4 separate regions of the Mus musculus genome follow, and all the other regions are linked to region 1. A link is a contact called in public HiChIP or PLAC-seq and promoter capture Hi-C data. All regions are on one chromosome and are shown on one strand. The core of a region is the stretch at or near the end of the contact, and the rest is flanking DNA. Distances in the headings are between cores, read along the strand shown.

The links. Promoter capture Hi-C pulls out the DNA fragments that hold promoters and counts their contacts. HiChIP or PLAC-seq counts read pairs in DNA pulled down with a chosen protein or histone mark.
Region 2: a promoter capture Hi-C map of hippocampal neurons shows a contact between it and region 1, with 7 times the contacts expected there. The contact joins the enhancer-like site here to the promoter of Rpl37a in region 1. A contact is called at or near these places in 4 of 39 promoter capture datasets (cranial neural crest, hippocampal neurons and liver), 3 of 484 Hi-C or Micro-C datasets (cardiomyocytes, cerebellar granule neurons and muscle stem cells) and 1 of 115 datasets of contacts at active chromatin or transcription factors (stem cell-derived neural progenitor cells).
Region 3: an H3K27ac HiChIP or PLAC-seq map of extraembryonic endoderm stem cells shows a contact between it and region 1, with 4 times the contacts expected there. The contact joins the enhancer-like site here to the promoter of Rpl37a in region 1. A contact is called at or near these places in 1 of 39 promoter capture datasets (stem cell-derived epiblast-like cells), 3 of 115 datasets of contacts at active chromatin or transcription factors (astrocytes, extraembryonic endoderm stem cells and stem cell-derived neural progenitor cells) and 1 of 9 other capture datasets (adipose tissue).
Region 4: an H3K27ac HiChIP or PLAC-seq map of extraembryonic endoderm stem cells shows a contact between it and region 1, with 8 times the contacts expected there. The contact joins the enhancer-like site here to the promoter of Rpl37a in region 1. A contact is called at or near these places in 10 of 39 promoter capture datasets (the 3T3-L1 cell line, cranial neural crest, embryonic stem cells and 5 more), 17 of 484 Hi-C or Micro-C datasets (the G1E-ER4 cell line, the HL-1 cell line, the N1E-115 cell line and 12 more), 4 of 115 datasets of contacts at active chromatin or transcription factors (extraembryonic endoderm stem cells, neural tube, stem cell-derived neural progenitor cells and 1 more) and 2 of 9 other capture datasets (adipose tissue and embryonic stem cells).

The regions. Positions count from the first base shown.
Region 1 is chr1:72,709,855-72,712,554 of GRCm38.p6, forward strand. Rpl37a (ribosomal protein L37a) reads left to right here and starts at 1,406. Exons shown (of 4, transcript NM_009084.4): 1 at 1,406-1,469; 2 at 1,818-1,946; 3 at 2,288-2,370. The coding sequence starts at 1,467.
Region 2 is chr1:73,592,817-73,595,516 of GRCm38.p6, forward strand. No RefSeq gene overlaps it. Among named protein-coding and RNA genes, the nearest start is that of C530043A13Rik, 64 kb to the left of the region's middle. Within about 2 kb of position 1,360, at least 9 of the 459 cell types and tissues checked have an H3K27ac peak or open chromatin away from gene starts, as enhancers often do. A contact at or near this core is called in hippocampal neurons, where this site is marked.
Region 3 is chr1:73,576,256-73,578,955 of GRCm38.p6, forward strand. No RefSeq gene overlaps it. Among named protein-coding and RNA genes, the nearest start is that of C530043A13Rik, 48 kb to the left of the region's middle. Within about 2 kb of position 1,451, at least 1 of the 459 cell types and tissues checked has an H3K27ac peak or open chromatin away from gene starts, as enhancers often do. A contact at or near this core is called in extraembryonic endoderm stem cells, where this site is marked.
Region 4 is chr1:73,634,495-73,637,194 of GRCm38.p6, forward strand. The region is part of intron 7 of 6030407O03Rik (RIKEN cDNA 6030407O03 gene); the gene reads right to left. Among named protein-coding and RNA genes, the nearest start is that of C530043A13Rik, 110 kb to the left of the region's middle. Within about 2 kb of position 1,422, at least 9 of the 459 cell types and tissues checked have an H3K27ac peak or open chromatin away from gene starts, as enhancers often do. A contact at or near this core is called in extraembryonic endoderm stem cells, where this site is marked.

The sequences.
Region 1 (2,700 bases), core at 156-2,655:
AATAAGAAAAGGCTGGGTATACAGTTCAATTATAGTAACTTGGGTAGTATGTATGAAGCCCTAGGTTCAATCCCAATACAAATAAACACATAAATAAATAAACACAATCTCAAATTATGGTAGACTCATAAATGCTAGCCCCAAATTACATGTTCCAAGAGGAAAACAAAACAAATAGAGGAAAAATTAAATAAATAATGTACAAAAATACTTAAGAATTAAGAGTTTCACAAACTTTCACATTACAAAGAGAATCAGTTCTTTTTTTAAAAAAAAAAAAAAGACAAATCTTTCCGAATATTTATTTATTTTCTATGTATAGATATTTTTCTTGTACACATATCTGTGGACCACGTGAGGTCACAAGGAGTCTCCTAAAAGTAGAGTTACACGCACTTTTGAGCCACCATGTGGGTGGAAAGCAGAGTCAATGAGCCCTCTTTCTAGCCCCAAGACAGACTTCTTTAAAATCAAACACTAACATCATTTCCCACTGGAAATCTTAAAGTTTAAGAAAATCTTAGGAGAGAGAAGTGTTTAAAAATTTCAGAGCCAGGCGTGGTGGCACACGCCTTTAATCCCAGCACTTGGGAGGCAGAGGCAGGCGGATTTCTGAGTTCGAGGCCAGCCTGGTCTACAGAGTGAGTTCCAGGACAGCCAGGGCTACACAGAGAAACCCTGTCTCCAAACCTCCCTCCCCTCCCCCCCAAAAAAAGAAAGAAAGAGAACCACCACTTTAGGGTCTTGGGTTCAAGTAGCCTCTATTCCTTACATTATCCCCAGAACTCTGATCAGCAACATTTCGTAACTCTTTTTTTTTTTTTTTTTAGATTTATTTATTTATTATATGTAAGTACACTGCAGCTGTCTTCAGACACTCCAGAAGAGGGCATCAGATCTCATTATGGATGGTTGTGAGCCACCATGTGGTTGCTGGGATTTGAACTCAGGACCTTCAGAAGAGCAGTCTGCGCTCTTAATCGCTGAGCCATCTCTCCAGCCCATTTCGTAACTCTTAATCGTGACGAATATGACTGTCTCCCAGCCGAACTGTAACTCGGCCTGGGAGCGGATCCTAGGCGTTTACTATGGCCAGCATCTAGCACCCGGCCTGGCGATTTTCCGAAGTATAATATAGTGGGAAGGCAATGCGCCTCAGTCACAAACGTCGCGCTTTAAACACTTAAAGGCAAGCCACCTAAAACCCGTCTCTTCGCGAGCAGAACGCAAGAAATCGCATCTGCTCTGCAGAACTTTGGTTATGTGTAAGCTAAGAAGGATGTGCTTCCAGCTCGTGAACCACTTCTGCGCATCTATGCATTTCTCAGTGGAGACAGCGAATAAACCGCCAGAACACCGAGTTCACTTCCGAGAGAGGAGGTCGCGTCACTTCCGCTCGCCGGTCTAAAACCGCGCATGCGCATTGCGTCCCTTCCTCTTCGGACTTGGGCTTGGGTTCCGGCGACATGGTGAGTGTCTTCGTAACCGCTTTGGAAGTCGCTATCCATCGTCATCTGCCTTAGTCTCCGGCGTCCCGCTCTCAGCCCACCTCGGGTAGTCTGTGCTGTCCCTGTCCTGTCTGCTGTCGGGCTTCTCCCGGCGTCTGGAGCCCCGTACGCGGCCGGAGGCGGCTCGGCGGGGCTTGGCCCAGCGCGGTAGTTAATGCACAATCTGGAGCCTTTTGGCGCTCTGTGGGCGCCTTCCTTGATGGTTGAGCTTGAGGGAAAACAGGATTCAGCCGAGTTTGTGCTCAGCGGCGCGTTGGCGTGCACCGACTGGCTCAATGTCTCTGCTCCGTTCCTTTCCTCTGTCAACAGGCTAAACGCACCAAGAAGGTCGGCATCGTCGGCAAGTACGGGACCCGCTATGGTGCCTCCCTCCGGAAAATGGTGAAGAAAATTGAAATCAGCCAGCACGCCAAGTACACTTGCTCCTTCTGTGGCAAGGCAAGTCGGCCTCGGGTTAGGGAGGAGGGTGCCATTGCTCCCGAGCTAAGGCGGTTTGGGCTCGCTTTTTGCGGAGCATTCGTTGTTTACTTGCAACTAGTGAGGAACTTAAGGGTGAATGGTTTGGAGAGGAAAAAGTCCGATCTTGGGAAATTGATAGCGATGTCAGCGCATCTGTACCAACCCCAAAGAGGTCTGTTTAGCCTGTAAATAATACTCTGCTTGGGTTACTAGAATTTAACTGCTAATGGATAAGCTGGCTTTTCCATAGTTTACTCTCTGGAAGTCTCAGGGATTTTTTTTTTATATATATTTCATAACAAGATCTTAACTACTTACAGACCAAGATGAAGAGACGAGCCGTCGGCATCTGGCACTGTGGTTCCTGCATGAAAACAGTGGCCGGTGGGGCCTGGACCTACAAGTGAGTGTTTTCTCCTGTGGTATAGGAAAGGCTATGGACTGCACAGCCCGTGTTCCAGGTCTGGTGCATATCGGATTTGTTTTAGTTTAAAGCAAATCATGAGTTTGGGTTTAAAAGTTAATAGTTTTTGGTCAGGGCTATACAGTGAAACCCTGTCTCAAAAACAAAGTTATGGTTATAGATAAAAGCTCAGAGCCGGGCGTGGTGGCGCACGCCTTTAATCCCAGCACTCGGGAGGTAGAGGTAGGCGGATTTCTGAGTTCGAGCCCAGCCTGGTCTACAAAGTGAGTTCCAGGACAGCCAGGGCTACACAGAGAAACCCTGTCTCGG
Region 2 (2,700 bases), core at 110-2,609, 880 kb after region 1:
TATGTATTTTGAATTTAGTTTTTAACTACTTATGTCTGTAGATAGAAGTAAATCAATTTTTATACATTGAATTTTATATAGTAACTTCACCAAACACATTTATGGATTTGAGAAATTTTTGTATAGAGTGTCAGCATGTCTTCTCACCATCAGGTTTCAGCTGGCGACATCACCATGAAGATGTTTGGAATGTAATCTTAGGTTTCTTATGTTGCAAGTGACAAGAGAGACTCTAGTGAAGAACTTCCTTTCATTCCCAGGCGTCCTATTGCTACCCCCCAGACTAATTGTCATTGAGAGTAAGCTCTGTGGAAGCCACTGGCTAACTCTCATGTAGCAGAGGTCATTAGAAGGCATTAGGATAGCTCTGCATGTCACAGGAAAGGATATACTTTGAGACTTGAGAAAAAGACAAGACCCAGAAGGACAGTGGGAGACTCACCGATGGTCTGTAACAGGATGGCTTCTTTCCCTTGTGGAGCTTCCCTCAAGATCCAAATTCCTTTGAGAGAAAATCATTGTCTCTTAATTAGACCCAGCCTTTGGCAATGCTGCCAGTTAGCTGAGAGGCCCATTGAAACTATATACAATGCCATAGGACTGGTATCCCAAGGGAAACTCAAGATGCTGTTACAGAAGGGATAAGGGATGGTGGAGAGGCAGCATAAACAGATGGCCTCCATAGATGGGACATAACTAAATCTTTCTAACCTCAACCATCCAAGCAAGGTTGCTGTTTTGTTTATTTGTAATGGCAATGGAGATTTATGCAGTCTCAGACAGTTCTGTTTTCCCCATCTAACCTGCAGAAACGTTTGTGTTCATTGCTCACAATGTGACCCAAGTTATTTATTCAAACACAAAAGTACATTTTCTAGCTTGGCTTTCCTGAGGCTCCATACCTGTTCTCGCCCATTAATATGCATGAGAGTGACTGTTGGACTAGTTCTGATTAATAAGCAAATACATTTCTGTCTGGCACTCTGGCCTTTATGTTCTGTCTCTTTCTAGGGGTGGTGATGTGTTTACTTTACTATGGTTACTTTGCAATAAGAGACCTAGTATTTATCCTGATACACTCAGTAACTAAACTGCATTCTCTCTGCCTGTTGAACTGTCGACTCCGGCCTTGAGCACACATTGCATATAAAAGATGTTTGTGGGTTTCCTAGGTGTTTTTAATCCACAAGCAAAATGGATCTGGGTCATTTATCCCAGAAAATTTTCTTAAGGGGAGACTCTTTATGAAAATCAAGTGAGGGTGAAAGTCTCCATTCCCTGCCGCCGTCCGTTGCTCATCTTCTGTATTTACTGCCTCTCTGGTTTGCATTAGCGTGCTGACAAGCAGAGCTGTAGACATTTTCACCCACACTCCAACTGCTGCCCTGACTTCAGTTCCAAGTTATGAAACCCAATCTAAACCTTAGAGAGGCGGCTTCAAGCTGGAACTTTAAATCTCAGTTTATAGAGTCCCCCAGGATGATTCCAGGAACCGAGTTGGGAAGGTCCTGGGAATTAGAAACCAAACTACCACCCCCTTCTTCCCCAAGAAGGCTCTGAGGACATCAGAAATGAAACTCATAAAAGACCATTTTCATGATGCCCCAACTGAAAAGAATAGCAAGGGAACATATCTCCCATCTCCCGCCTGGAAACTGTTTATAACAAATCCCAGACTCAATGAGGTGCCTTATTCTTCAAGGTTACTTGGAGGGTATTTTGCAATTCTCCTTGGTCACCTGTTTCAAAATATAAGAGCCGAAAGCCAGGAAAATCTTCCTCATTTTCAAACACAAGTTCTTTCCTCAATCCAGAACATTTGGGTAATTAAAGTGTAACATTTCAGTCCTGGAAGAGGTTCTAAATACCATTTCGTCTGGAGGTCACCGCTAGTGACCCGGAGATTGAGACATATTTTACCAGGGCCATAGAAAGTTTAGTTCTCAGTGTTTTTTGTTTTGTTTTGTTTTTTTTTTATTAGTTGCTAATACCTAAATATCGAAACAGTTTCTTCTTTTAAAAATCGCATATGGCTGATATCTCTAGAGAACTTGCAAGACCTGGAACCAGAATGATCCTCCTTCTGGCAGCCATGAACAGACTTGAGGGCTCTTCAGATTGGAAGGAAAACAATTAACTCCCCATTTACCATGGAGCAGAGCAGGGCAGCTGATGCGATTGACCCTAAATGACTAGGTGCTCTTGGCAGGCATAGTTGAAATCCCTGGTTTTGAATCGGAAAGTGGCCTGAAATGACCAGCGCACCCTCAGCATGCCTCCTGACCTAGGAGGAACACTTCTTCAGTCCTCTCTGTGCTGACCGGGGGACGCTGGAGAAGAAAATAACACAAAGCAGGGAGGAGACGTCAGAAAAGCCAAAGCCTACGATTGATTGCCATGGTCTCACAGTTCCTGGTCGTCCCTGGGTCAGCTCAGCAGGATATTTATAGAACTGTCTGCTATGAGATGTGAAGGAAGATAATTGGGGAAGATAATTGACTGATCCAGGACCCAGGAAAGTTTCCAGGCCAAGGTTTTTAAGACCCAGAATCATTTTTTTTTTTTTTTTATGGCAAGAAGGGAACGCATGTGTGCCTGGATGCGTGTAGTTTGTTTCTGGACTGGTTTCAATGCTTTTCCTCTAGAACAAGGTGAATAAGGGTGGCATACCTGTTTATAGCTATGGAGGGAAGCCCAGAG
Region 3 (2,700 bases), core at 201-2,700, 870 kb after region 1:
AGAGAGAGAGACTAAGCTAGGTTGTAAATTTCCAAACAGCTCAGCTTTAATCCTTCCAGAGTGGAATTCAACCATTAAAACCTTAATGATAGAGAAAAGGATAAAATGTTATCTGGACATGTTCCTGATAGCTGTCCTGAGCTCATTTTTAGCCATGACAATCCAGCAGTTGGTTTGAGTGTGAATTTGGGGGGAGGTGTATTCATGTCCGACCATTTCATAAAGTCAAGTGTATAACAGCAAAGGAATTCGGATGACCCAACTCTTTCCTGTTCGTTAGACATCAGCTTGCCCCTTGTTTTCAGTTCACCTGCATCTGGCAGTCTCTAGTTTTAAATGTCAGAAAAGGTTAAAAAGCCTTTGAAATTTGTAAGCGATTTCCTGGTCGTCTGAGGAGGGGAGCCACCCTCTTATGGCATAAATTGATTACCCCTCTCTACCTTTGAAATGGCTTTCAAAGGGAATATATCAAACTAAAAATAAAAGGACTGAAATAAATGCTCATGTGTGGGTCTGAGGATTTACTCCAGAATAAGTGGACCTAGAAGTTTTCCAATATTATATTTCTTTCCATTTTTTCCATGTGTTCTGACTCACACTTTCCCATATCATGAAGAAATAGGAGCAAATACTGTGCTGACGAACATAGCCACACTCTTTCTGTGGACCAACCTCTGAACCTTTGACTCATAAAGGATACAAAGCCCCAAGAAATGAGAGGGGTTAGTGGATGCTTTTTGGGTGTCTAATACATGTGGACGGGATGCCAGAGTGGCACGAGCTCTCCTGATTCAGTAGCCTTTCCTATGTAGTGTGTGACAGTCATCCTCACTGTATACAGAAAATTTGCCATTTGAGGATGCAGGAAGTATAAAGAAGAGAAACTGAAAACAGCTTTACAGTTTGAGTCATTAGTCTGATAGGATCATAACTAGAGTCTGAGAGATTGTTCACCTTACCAAAGGTAGACACTTAGTCTAGGTGCTCACAAAAGGCCAACACCCACATGGACTTTAGGCCAAACATCCACATGAATGTTCACTCTGCTGCTCTTTAACAACTTGATCATCTGTGGCTATCAACCCAAGGAGAGTTCTATTGATTTGCCAAAAGGTTCCATTGCTATATAGCCTCAGAGAACTCCTTTACTGGTTTCATAGATGCAGAACTCACCCTGCTGTCTCGAGGACTCCACCAAGGCATGGAAGTCTCAGTAAGGCACCATCATCAGAGACTTGAAGCACAGATATTTCCTCCCAGGATTCTGAGTTGAAAGTAGGGCCTCGCTTGCTTATGAAAGGTAAATTTTCATCATGTGTCTGTTCCACTTTCTCTACTTCTTCCATGGAGAGTATTTCTAAAATCATTCTTACAAGCACAGTTTTCTTTGTTCTGTGTCCCCTTTGTCTCCCTAAGGTTGCTGACTTTAAAGATCACAGCTACAAATAGCCTTTTGTTTCTCTTATCTGGCATTGCCCTGCCCCAAGAACACTGCAATGTTGAGAACACAATCTCATACATCGGGATACTAGAAACTAGATAAACTATCTCAGAGAAAAAAAATCAGTGACTAACTTCAAATTTTTATAGTGACAAATGTACAAGGAGAGAGGACAGAACTCTCCATACTCCTAGCATTGAGACAATGACTCAACAGCTATATAAAATTATCACAAGCTCCTGAGGGACAATTAGAAGATTAATCTGGGCAGGAATGTATGCTTTGCTTCTCTAACACGGCTCCTCGTGAAGATATGGCACAGCTATGTGTTTGGAAAACTAAGTAGAAGCAGAGTTGGGAGGGTCCAGGATTTCCCCTCGGTCCCCAGAGTACAGGACTGAAGAGGCTTACACTGAAGTAAGCTCAGAAGAGGTGCTATCAAGGACTTCTCAGCCCTTCACTGAGGGCTTGTGTGACTCAAGTCATGGCATTGTTTTGGGAGAAATAGGTTGTGTATACAGGCAGGCTGGGTGGCCAACAAGCACGAGGGATGTGGAGAAGGCCATATGATCTGGGACATTAAGGACTTTCCTGCTTTTCAAAGAAGCAAGTCCCAACCCCAAAACTACCAGTAACCTCTCAATTTGGCATGCAGAAAGAAAAGGCGCAAGTCAAGTAACCTCATCAAGGCACAAGGTGCCAGTTTCTACCTCATCTCTATGTCATAAACCTTGAGGTCTCCAGTCACTCAAGTTAGCCAGCCCAAGGCTTCCTCTATCTCTACTAGCTCCAGCACACCCCCTACAATACCTACCACACTTGCAAAATAGGTCTGCAGGCAGAATTAATCTTCATACAACATTCAAGTACCTTTAATCAGCCTGTCACCAGCTCAAGTCTCCAGCTTCTAGCATCTTTTCACTGTTCCCTTCTGGTATCTTCCCTTGCTGCAGGGCCAAGACATTTCTATTCTCATCCTTAATTGTAACTGAGAAGATAAACTGGGAGCCTTGAGACCTGATTTGGAGCTGTAGACTTGTCAGTCACTGGAAAATTCTGAGAATCCTCAATCTAAGTGAAGGGAGCGCACCCCCAACCCCCCCCCCAACACACACACACACACACTTTGTGTCTGTTACTTTAAATCCATCTATGATGCCAGGATGATTCTACCAGTGGTTTACAACTTGAATGCTTACATGCTGTAGAGCATAGCAGACAGCTTCATTTCTAAGTGTGAATTCTGAGTAGGTGAGATG
Region 4 (2,700 bases), core at 172-2,671, 920 kb after region 1:
CCAGCCCACTTATTTACTGACCCACAATTTTATCACACCTGGTGGCTTTGAAATATGTCCAAAGTCTTTAACAACACACTATTGAGTTGGGGATGGAGAATGTCCCTTCCCTATAAGCATGAGCAGGTATGTAATTATTGGAAAAATGTGGCTAGATGACACCCAAAGCCAGGTTATAAAGAGTCATGCAGGCTCAAGTCATTCACTGTCTCCCTCCCTCTTGGAGAAGTGAATGTTCATGTCAGAGGTCCCACTGTGCTACAACTGTGATTCCAAAGACATCACAGATAGATGCTTCAAGTGATGCTACCCCAGCCAAGACATCAGACGGGTAGATGAAGAAGTCAGGTGAAAAGAATGGGTCTTTGAGCTCTGTGCCCAAGTTTGCATTATGTTCTGCTTGCCCGTGGTTCTCTGCCCTCCGATGAGATGCCTAACCTCTTCAACTTCCTCAAAATGGGATTCTTGTTGCGGCAATGGAACAGTGCTTGTGAAATCCTTAGCAGAGTTCCTGACTCAGGACCTCCTGTAGGGAGCACATCAAAATGAGGCAGCCATACATGTCATCCACTCGGCAGACCTTGGGACATTGCCATGGACACAGTGTGCTTATGAAAGTGGCTTTTGATGACAGAACTGCTGGCAGACTAGACTTCAGAGATAATAAATGGTTTGGATTTAGAGAGATGGCATGCCATGTCAACTCCACCTCTGCTTAAGATATTGCCACATGGTGTGTGAATCTGCCTGCATGGTAGAGGAGCTGAGACAGCCTGCCTCTTCAGATGATGGTGATGATGTTGTAGCAAGGAAAGGAAAAGGAAGTCAGTTCCACAATGCTCTTCATAATGTCTCAAAGGTCTGGAATCTCTGTGTTCTCTATCTGTTTCCTGCTCACCTTGTGTTCCAGAAACTATGAAATGACACTTGTCTTCCATCATTAGCCTTAGTATCTGTCCTACCTCCCAAGTAAAATTCTTGCCCACCTCACTATCCCTGTCTCCTTCCTTTGTCTTTCTCTCTGCCTTTATCTCCCCTATCCTCCTCCCCCACTCCTTCCCTGCCTCTCTTCTCTTCTTTCACTCTCCAACTCAAGACATTGTCTTGTATGAGGCATGATGAGATAAACCAGTAACTAAAGAGAGAGGGCAGGCAGTGGTGGAGGGGATGTATCTTCTAGAACCAATCACCATCAATCTAGTAAGACTACCAGAGAGCACTCAGGTCAATGCTGTCCTGAAGAACTCTTCTCTCTCCCCTGGAGACTGAAATCAGCAGGCTCCCCCAGTGAGAAAGAGCCAATGGCAAGAAGACAAGGACTTTTATCTCTGGAATTCTACTTTAGCAGTAGCCAAGAGACTAACAGGGCAGGGCAGGCCTTTCATCTTCCCCACATGGATCTCGGGTACCTGACACAGCCTGGCTCCTCCTCTGATCTTCCTGTCACCAGGAGCTTGGCTGTGGTAGAGATATGAGGAGGAGAGGAGTGTGCTCCAAGGCTGCAGTGAGGAGCTGAGCAACACCCAGAAGGAAGGATAGGAGAAAGAGGAGTAGGGATATGGCAGCAAGAATGGTGGGGGAGGGGGATAGAGGAGGTCCCGCCTACAATTTTGGGTTTTTTTCCCCCTCCGATTTGAAAATGACATGAGAGAAAGAAAGACGGGTGGCGTCTGCAGAAAGACATGACAGGCAGGACTAGTCTGGCTTCAGTCGTAGCCTTGAGCACAATCCTCCCTGAGTTTCCTACCTCAAAAAGGGCCTTACAGAGTGGACAGAGCCCTTTGGCACCTATGGCTTAAGTCTCATGATTTTGTTGAGCCTTACTTTCTTTATCTGTAAAGTATAGCCTCAAAGATCCAGAGTAAGGCTCAAGCTGAATGGGGCAGGGATGTGTCTTAGCAGAGGCTCCGAAGACTTCAGCGTTCTCCAAACACAAGTTCCACTTCCCTTCCTGTTTCTCCTCACCCACCTCCATGAAACAGAATGTCCTTTCAGCTTTAAAAAGAAAAAAAGTCAAGGGCAAAGCCATAGGCATGGGAGCAAGTTCCTGCAACACTAGCTCCATAATGCAATGCATGAAGTCAGCCTTAATAGCTGGCTTTGACTTTTCACCACTTGCTGAAATGCTCTCTGCCTTTAGGTAGATGGCATCAGACTTCTCCAGGACCAGCTAGGTGAGGTTAAGAACAAAAAAAAAAAAAAAAAAAAAAAAACAGCTGACACTGAAGAGCTGCACCTTAAGAAGGTGAATCGTTGGCTCATGGCCACATGTAAGGCTGGCTAGTCTCAAATTATTCCCCCTTCAACCATAGCCAGGATTCTCATGTGAGCCTCTATTCTCCAGCAAAGAACTGGGCTGTCTCTACTCTGTCATTCTGCACATGTGTGTCCAGGATTCCCCATATGTGCTGATAACATCCAGATCTCAGTGATCCATGCATCCAGTGAGTCACAGAGTCTTGGAGGAGGTGTGTCCCAAGGCAGAAGCTCTCCAGGGATACGGTTCACATCCACCCAAGAGCCACTTCCCTCCAGCCTGGATATTAGACAACAGCATGCTTATGGAATGCCCAAGTGCTTGTAAAAAAGATTATTACTAAGTAAGAGTGGATGATGATAATTAATTACCCCCCATTAAAGAGAAAGTCCCTGGAGCAGGAGCATCAAAGGCAAGATTCTACTGAGTCGGCAATTCCTTTG